Regions from separate parts of the Mus musculus genome. Here all the other regions are linked to region 3. Evidence: chromatin contacts called from public promoter capture Hi-C data. All regions are on one chromosome and are shown on one strand. Each heading gives the region's core, a stretch centred on a gene start, on an enhancer-like site or on the middle of the called end of the contact. The rest is flanking DNA. Distances are from core to core; before and after follow the strand shown. Region 1 holds the start of D030028A08Rik (RIKEN cDNA D030028A08 gene). Region 2 holds the start of Osbpl7 (oxysterol binding protein-like 7). Region 3 holds the start of Fam117a (family with sequence similarity 117, member A).

Region 1 (2,997 bases), core at 9-2,508, 1.6 Mb before region 3:
GAGAGTGGACCTTATAAGGGATGCTGATGACTAACTACTACAGTCCACTGCAAGAGCCAGACGACTCTCCCCATCCTGCTCATGGGAGAAAACGACAATGCACCAAAAATTCTAGGCTAGCCTCACGTTTACTATGTAGCCAAGGCTGGCCTTAGTCTAAGTGCTGAGACAACCGGCAGGCATGCACCACTTTTCTCAGCAAGCTTCCTTCCTCTTGCTTCTGTGCAGCAGATTGCGCTGGCTCAAGCTGTAGACAGAGGATAATGAGTTCCCACTGCAGACACCAAGGCAGGCCAAGAAGGTCTCTTACCTGGCACAGTGCTGGGTGCCTGTCTACATGGCTCTTGGGGCTCCCACTCCGGATACTGGTAGACACCAGGGCTACAGAGTCATCTTCCACCACGGGCTGCCCCAGGCAGATCAAAGCTGGAAGAAGCGTTGTGAGGATTTCCTACTTCTCTCTCAGCCAGACATCCACCACGTGAAGTCAGCGTGCAGGCGCCGCACCTGTTCCCTGTATCCTTGGCTGGCTATTGCCAAAAACTATGCCTCCCACTACCTAGAAAGGAACAACAAAGAAATAAAAACAGCAACAACAACAAGAAGAAATATGAAAAGGAGGAAATAACCAAGTTGAAAGAGGTTTAGGAAAGGGACAGCCCTTCCATCTGTTAGAGCAGTGGCTAGTAGTAACTCCACTGCATTGGGTATAGGATGCCCTGAGCCCAGCCCAACCCTTAGGAAAGGGTTACAAGTTAGAAGGGAAGACCATTCTGCTCTGGGGTAGCCTGATTCCAATTTCTGTCTTCTTTCTATTCAGCTGACTCCCTTCTCGCCTCAGAGTCTCCTTCCTGACCCCAGAGTGCTTCCCCAGTCCCCAGAGTATCAGCCCACCACCACGACCCTCAGCACCTGCCCTGCGGTTTACAAGGCAGTTTCAGTCTCTCCTTACTCTCAAGCCACAATCTTCTCCCTCAGTCTCTCCCTGTGTCCCTAACACCTTTGCTTCCGAGTCCGGCCCCCAAACCATGTTTTCTTGCCCAGTCTTCCAACCTCCGCTGCGCCAGGAGGGGATCCCTGCCCTACGTTCTTCTTCAGTAGCCCGCCACTGGCCGGCCACTTACTGCGGACCTCTCCTCTCCAGCCCCGAGACTTCGCCCCGCCCTCGCCTTGGCTGCTGTCCCTATACCTTTAACAAACCTCCACGTGCTTCTTAAACGGCGGTGACAGCATTTCCTTGTCTCTCTGCTCCCGCCCCTGGAGGCGCTGCCCATTGGCTGCTGGGTTCCTTCATTCCCGCTCTAATTGGTCTCGCTCCAGGTAACTCAAACCAATAAGCTCTCCAGGTATGGATCCCTGCTCTGGTCCTGGACAGCTATTGGTTGATCCTAGGCACCTTGGTTCCGAGAACTTAGGACTTACTAGCTTGTCTGGGGCTCTAGTAAATTCTTCCTTCCCAGGCTAGACACACAGGCTGAGCAATTGGTTCCGAACCCAGGGCCAGGCGACGCTGGGTCACGTGGCCGACTGCTTACATGACGTGCGGGCTGCTGAGCGTCACTGTGACGTTCAGGAGACCTGCGAAGTGGACGGGCTACCTCCGTCACCTGTGCTGTCGGGGTGCAGTCATGGACCTGGGACCAATGCGCAAGAGTTACCGCGGGGATCGAGAGGTGCTGCCGCTGCCGCCGGGACACGGAAAGGGGGTGTCCCTAAATTAGCAAAGGGTTGGAGGAGCGCCTTGTGCTTTCAGGGGCCACTTACAAGGCAACGGGATTTAGGGGTCACCCTGATGGGAGAAGAGGGTTTCAGAGACAGCTACTGGGGAGGGCCTCAGGGGAACCGTGGATTAACGTGTACTCATAGACCCCTTGACATCAGAACCCACCTGTGTTGGAACCCAGCCCTTTTCTGACTGTCTCGCTGTGGACAATTTATGCTCTTTGGGCCTCAGTTTATCCACCTGTAAAGTGGTGATACCTACTTCACAAGGATGCTGTGGGTTTGGGGGTTTTCTCATTTTTTACATTTTTATACATTTAGAGTGTACATGTGTTTATACATGTATGACAGGCGACAACTTTCAGGAGTTTTTTGGTTTTTGTTTTTGTTTTTTTTTTTTTCCCACCATGTCGTAGGTCACCAGGAATGAACTCAGGTTGTCAGGTTTCGTGGTAGATGTCTTTACCAGTCTATATTTAGGCATTTGTAAAATGCTTAAAACAGTCATAAACGTGATATAAATTTATAAAGGAGCGGAAGCTGGGCTTGTAGCTGAGTGTTGTGGAGTCTTGCCTGGTGTGTATGAGGGTTCTGGGTTCCACCTTTGGCACCAAATGAACTAGGCACAGTGGATCCAGAGTTCAGGGTCCGGCTACACAGTGAGTTCAAGGCTAACCTGGAAGCTCTTCGTTTTAACCTCCCTCATCATGATCTTCTCCCCACTCAGGTCAGGGACCAAGAGATCAGTTCTGGGATTGGGATCCAGAGCTACAGTGGCCAAGTGTGCTTATCCGTGAACATCTGCAGGAGTGCTTGACTGAGATGTAGGCTCTTGTGAAACCTTAGAACTACTTCATGAAAAAGAATGAGGTGACCCACAGGAACTTCAGCACACTCCAGCCCTGGTTCATCCCTTCCTCCTTAGGAGACTCAGGGACTTACTGGGCCGTTTTATGCCTGTTTCACCATCTGTAAATGGACATAGAACCTACTTCCTGAGTAGTGTTTTGTTTGGTTGGTGTTTTTTTCTTTCTCTCATGGTCATCATTATGATGGCTAAATGCATTTACATTTGAAAAACATCTCAGCCCATTGCCAGGCACAGAGTAAACATTGTTCATTCGCTGACATCAACCTCTCTTTCTAGGCATTCGAGGAGACTCATCTGACCTCTCTGGATCCCATGAAGCAGTTTGCTTCCTGGTTTGACGAGGCTGTTCAGTGTCCGGACATAGGAGAAGCCAATGCTATGTGTGTGGCTACCTGCACCAGGTA
Region 2 (2,982 bases), core at 114-2,613, 1.7 Mb before region 3:
TGTGTCCCACCGTCCCACCGCTGGTCCCTCCCACACCGAGACACACATCCTCCACTCACATGACATCCCCACACCCCCAGTTCCCTGACCACCCCTGGGCCTGGGCAGCTACGCCCAACCCAACCCCCACTGTGGCCACTGCACCCAATGTGTGCCTCTGTCCCGGACATGCACCCAGGAATCCAGGAAACACTCTGTGTTTGTGAGGCTGGGGAATGAAGGAAGAAGAGAGTCCAAGAAAATAGGGGGGAGGGGGGGCTCAGAGACTTGGTGAGCAAGATCTCCTTAGCTCAGCTGCCTCCCCATCCAGTATCTCTGCCTACATCTGTGGCTTTGCCACCCCTCTGGCACAACTGTTCTCAAACTTCTACTAACTGGCCCCCTATAGCTGTCAGTTCTCACTCCCATTTTCTGCATGGGGAAACTGAGGCCTGAGACAGTCCCATCTTCCCATGCCTCCTCTCACCAGACACCCAGACACGCCGAGAATACCCACCTTGGACTCTCTTCCCTGCAAAGCCTTACCAGCCCCTTGCTACCATGTTAGTCCTCTGTGTTCCTGAGAAACCTCCCACCCAGAAGGAGCAGGGCACTGACCGGCTATGACACTGTGGGTGGGAGAAGAGGTGGCCAAGAACATGTCGTGGTCCACCCAGGTCCCGAGGCAGTGCCCACAGGCGTCCTTGGCACCGGCTCTGGCCATCCTGGCTCCGCCAGGAGATCAATAATGCATGAGCGCTGTGTGTGTGTGTGTGTGTGTGTGTGTGTATGAAGGGGAAGGGACTGGAGGAGTGATGTTGCCCTGTGTCTGGGGAAGCAGCTCAGAGCTTCATGCAGCTAGCAAGCACCTGAGGAGTTGAGGCCCAGAAGGGGCAGGGAAGGGACAGTGTGAGTGTGGCCAGGAGGTCACAGCATAAGGGACCAGGCTACAAGAGGCTGGCCCAAGGGGAAACTCCTGCATTCAGCCATTTAAAGTTTCAAAACTCTTCCGGTGCTGGGGTATTTCTATGCCCTTGTCCTGGCCGCTAGAACCCTGGCCATTTGCTGCTGGCCCCCCCGCAGAGGTGGGAAGTATCTACCGGTAGGAAGGAGAGGTGGAGTGAGACAGGTGAGTGCCCCCCTTAACCACCCCCATTCTCAGCGCCTTTACCAGAGGAGTAGACCCACCAGCTCCAGAGGAGAGGAAGCCTTCCCAGGAATGTCAGGCCGTGACAGCAAGGCCCCCTTACCCCAGGATCCATGGACGCCAGAGCCTCTTGATCCGTACGCTGCTGTGCCTGAGACTGTCTCCGAGTCACCGGCTAGCTCTTCACAGAACTGAGCAGTTGCAGCAGCTACTGCAGGAACCAGGAAGGAAGGAGACGTCGGAGCCTCCCCTCCAGCCGGATCTCCCCACCTGCCCCTCCTCCGTTGCCTCCTCCCGCCAAGCTCCGGGCTGCCGCTCAGCTCTGCCCCCCTGCTCTCGGGAGGACTAAGGACGGAGTGGTACCAAATGACTTGGAAATGAGGGGCACAATCCCCACTGGGCATAGTTCCACATGCTTCAGAGGACTGAACAACTGCTGGCTTCAAGCCATCGAAGGTAAAGGATTTTATTCAGACTAACATGGCCTTGACCCCAGTGAACACTCAAGGCCATTTCCTTATTCACCCTGCCTCTCAATTACACCTGAAATAGATGGCATATTTTGGACCAGCAAAGATATCAGGTTGACTGGGAAGGGACAGAGACACCGTCCCACCCCACCCCCACATACTCTGGGACATGACAATCTGTGCCAGGAGCACAGTCAGCAGGCAAGAGGGACAGCTGAAGCCCCACCGAGGCTCCTCATTGAGAGCAATGCCCTACCAGGTCAGTCCGTGGCAATCAGGAAGTATGGGTGCAGCAAGTCTCTAGGAGCAGAGATGCAGAGAGGTGGGAGCAGCTATGCAGTCATGGGCTGGCAGTTATAAAACAAAGACTAGCTGGGGCCCCTCCCCTGACCCTCAAACACCTTTACCCCACTGTGTTCAGTTGCTGAAATAATCAAGAATTACATTATGAGAAAGACCTACAATTCCCAAATGGATGAGCACGGACTAACAGGTTTGGTGCCTGAGAAATGGTAGCACCAGCAGGCTCTGGTATGATGGAAGGCTCTTGTGTGGCTGCAGAGATGATGTGGGCCAATCGTCTGCTCCACCTTTCTAGACATCAAAGTCTTACACACCACAGCAGTACCTGCTGTCTGGGCTCCCTTCAAAACCTCAGCATGGATTTAGCCTCCCAAGAGGGAGGGGTGCAGTGGGCAGCACCAGGCAGGCCTCTGGAGGCAAAGTGGCACCAGGAGGAGCTACTCTGACATCCAGAGCCTCAAGGGCCTTTTAAATGATTGAGTATCCCTGGGCATCTGCAGAGGTGGGGACTGTGGGAAGCTGGTCCTGGCCCAGGCCAGAGGATAGCTGCTGCAGATCTTCCAACTGTCCAGGACTAAAGACGCTGCGGCACTGCTCCAAGTCTGGGAAGGAATGCTAAGGAGTCACTCCACATTCACCCTGATCCACTCAGGATCAAGAACAGTGGCAGGCCACAGGCGGGAGGTGCCACTTCCCAAGACTCAGGGAGGGCCTCCTGCCATAGCCCCCAGGGCTCCTATTACATGAGAACTCTAGTTCCCCCAGCCTTCGTAAGGAAAAGCACGTGAGATGTAGTATTTGGAAGGACAGGCAACTAGGGAAGATGGCTTTTAAGGAAGAAAAGTGAGAATTTGGAGAGGACTTGAAATAACCCAGACAATAACTTTGTAAGATCAGGAGTTCAGGGCTGGAGACTTGGCTGTAAGCACTTGCTCTTCCGAGGACTCAGGTTCAATCTCCTACTCACATGGTGGTTCACCACCACCAGGAACTCTAGCTCCAGATCAATGCTCTCTTCTGACCTCTGTGTGCACAGGCTCATACAAAGGGTACAGATATAAACATAGGCAGGCTTTTAAAAAT
Region 3 (2,788 bases), core at 222-2,721:
CAAAGACCCGATGAATCCCATTCCTATCTAGCAAGACTCCTGTAACAGAATACCTTCAGGAAGAGGATATGCAATGTCCAAGCTTAGTCATCTGCAGAAAGCACAAGAGACTGGTGTAGGGACTGTCACAGTAGGATGGCAGGGACCATAGCTTCTGTACATTTGGTACAAACTTAGACTTAGGAAGTGTGCAATGATCCTTTCACATCTGGTGTGAATCAAACGCAAACTTCACTTTTAACTTACTGCCAACCTCCTCATGCAAGTAGGTTCCCTTTCCGTTCCAAAGGGCCTGCAATTGTGGGTCCCATCACAGCCTTAAGTGTGAAAGCAAGGTTAAATTTGCTCCACCCTAGTTTCCCCACACCCACCACATCAAGCTGCTATTAAGAAACTGCTTCGGCGCTGTTCAGAAAGTGGGGTATTTAACACAGCATACTTGATTGTAAGCACTCCACTGCCACGTTGGCTGGGAATGCTCAGGGCAAAACACCTTCGGAGGAGGCAAGAAGTAGGATGCAAACTGCCCAACTCCTGTACATAAGCACACACGCACAGAATAACTGGAAAGAGACAGCCATGTTAAGCAAGTCAGAGATATGGGAACATTCAACTTCGGGGCTACCCCGAGAGGAATGTAGAAAATCGGTAACAGAGGTATGTTTGCACCGAAGTAAAAGCCGTTAAACTAACTTATTCCAACGGGCTGAGTTCAAATCATCTCCTGGAAGAAGCATAATGTGAAAGCGCACGTGAAGTGGTGAAGAAAGGAACTCGAGAGCCATAGAGAGAGACGCTGGGGCCAAACTCAAGCAGGAGAAGTAACACATGGCTCCACCCGGCTCTCTTCCATGCCCCTCCCCCTCACTGAGCAGGCGTCCAGCGCCCACCGGTTCTGGCTCCCAGTGAAGCCCTCGACTCCGGACGCCCACAACACTCCTTGCACGCACTCTAGCACTTCTCACACCGCCCGGGCGGACACTTCGGACCACTTTTCGGTTACGCCCCCCCAAAGCTAGCTTCCATCTGCCAGGTCCCTCCCCTCTGGTCCCCGGCCCATGCACCCGGCACCCCGTCCCGGAGTTGCACCGCAGGTTCGCAGCTGCTCGCCTTCGCTCCCTCCGCCCTCGCGAACTCTGAGCGCCCCTTTTTCTCTTCTCTCACCTCCCATCTACTTCTAGTACTCTCCAGCCCGTCGCCCCAGCACCCGCTCCGGACCCGGCTCACCTGCGCGGCCACCCCCGTCCCGGCGCTGGTGAGGCTGCTGCAGCTGGAAGGGGACCGTAGCCCTGAGTGGCTGCAGACCGACCCGGGGGGAGCCAGCGGGCGCCGGTGGAGAGCAGCCCCGCCGGAGACCCCCCGCCCCTCCGCGCCCCGGCCCCCAGGAACCTCCGCCTCGGCCGCCCGCTGCGGCCCCGGACATGGCCCACCCGGCTACCTGCCGCCTCACCCCCACGGCGAGCCCCACACTGCCCCCAACCCCCGCGGCCGCTACTTATCTGCCCTACGGGCGCGGACCGGCCCCCTCGGCCCAGAGTTCTAATTGGCCTACAGAGTCCCAGGACCTCCCCCTCAACCAATCCATGGCGGGGCTCTTCTGTTTCCGAGGATGATTGGTCCATGTGCTCAGCCATCAAGTCAAGACCCCCACCCTCCTGATTTTCTTCTTTTCTTTTTTTTTTTTTTTTTTAATGTCCTTAAGGCTGCCGATTGGACCTTCCAGTAGAGGGCTGGTTCTTCAGCACTGCCAATGAGAAGGTTCAAAGGGGAGGATCGTCACACCCAGTCCCAGGTAGTATGCAAATATATGCCATGTGATGTCAGGCTGTGCAGGGGGCGGGGCTGGATGTGGACTGGAATCAAACACTACTGAAATCTTTAAAGGTGGTAGTGTCAAACTCTAAGCAGTTTCAATGGGACTGAGAATGCCTAACTTCAAAAGCCATTACATTTAGTTTAACTAAAAAACATTAGTTTTCAATTCTCATGAGATTTCACTGCAGCTGACAAACTCCAAACTGAGATTCGATAAATTTATAGAAGGTTTGCCTATCATTTGCATGAGCTTTGCATTAAATTCGTACATTTAATGGCTACCTCGCCTCACATGACACTCATTTGTCTTCTACGTTTCCAAGTCCCTTCCTGAAGCTGGTCCAATCTCAATAAAAACAGCTGTTAGTCTGTAAATTAACTTGAGCCTTTAAAAGGGAGCTGGGAATTTCCCTTCAGAACCATCCATTGTAAGTGTACCTAGCAAAACAAAGTAAATGATAAATCTGATCAAGTTTGATAGTGACTCCACTAGGAAATCTTTGTCTTTCCAGCTCAGTTGCTCTCTGACCTACAAGTCAAAGACCAGATGGTCCCCAAAGAGAATACTGGCAAGCTGTGAAAATTATATGCTATGTATATGTGAACACATTTTCGGAAAAAAGAAAAAGCAGTATTTAAGATACTATTAAAACAATGCATCTCAAAAAAAAAAAATCCATTACTCTTGCTACTTTGTTCTATATATGGAAAAGAAACAGAGCCAATTAACGCTGGACTGTCTGTGAGAAGGGACCATCCAAGTAATTGGATAATTCCCTCTAGATTTATATTTAGTTATGAATTCTAATTTTGACCTTGCTACCGATTTGTCTTTCTATTTCAGTCTCTACCGAGTTTAGTATTTTTTTTAAAGGTATTCCCTTGAAGCCACACTTACTAATCAGAGGAAAGGGAGTAAACTGGGTGTGCGTGCTGCGAGAGTACCTTGGGATCCAATACTGAAAGCAGATAA

The links. Promoter capture Hi-C pulls out the DNA fragments that hold promoters and counts their contacts.
Region 1: a contact with region 3 is called in a promoter capture Hi-C map of liver, with 2.6 times the contacts expected there. The contact joins the promoter of D030028A08Rik here to the promoter of Fam117a in region 3. A contact is called at or near these places in 2 of 39 promoter capture datasets (hippocampal neurons and liver) and 1 of 115 datasets of contacts at active chromatin or transcription factors (fetal liver).
Region 2: a promoter capture Hi-C map of liver shows a contact between it and region 3, with 2.9 times the contacts expected there. The contact joins the promoter of Osbpl7 here to the promoter of Fam117a in region 3. A contact is called at or near these places in 3 of 39 promoter capture datasets (hippocampal neurons, liver and pre-B cells).

The regions. Positions count from the first base shown.
Region 1 is chr11:96,942,407-96,945,403 of GRCm38.p6, reverse strand. It overlaps D030028A08Rik (RIKEN cDNA D030028A08 gene), which reads right to left and starts at 1,258. Exons shown (of 6, transcript NR_003293.3): 1 at 1,190-1,258; 2 at 311-559. Pnpo (pyridoxine 5'-phosphate oxidase) reads left to right here and starts at 1,385. Exons shown (of 7, transcript NM_134021.2): 1 at 1,385-1,673; 2 at 2,870-2,994. The coding sequence starts at 1,536.
Region 2 is chr11:97,049,201-97,052,182 of GRCm38.p6, reverse strand. Osbpl7 (oxysterol binding protein-like 7) reads right to left here and starts at 1,363. Exons shown (of 23, transcript NM_001310509.2): 1 at 1,230-1,363. It overlaps Mrpl10 (mitochondrial ribosomal protein L10), which reads right to left. Exons shown (of 5, transcript NM_026154.3): 5 at 2,970-2,982.
Region 3 is chr11:95,335,701-95,338,488 of GRCm38.p6, reverse strand. Fam117a (family with sequence similarity 117, member A) reads right to left here and starts at 1,471. Exons shown (of 8, transcript NM_172543.4): 1 at 1,228-1,471. The coding sequence starts at 1,423.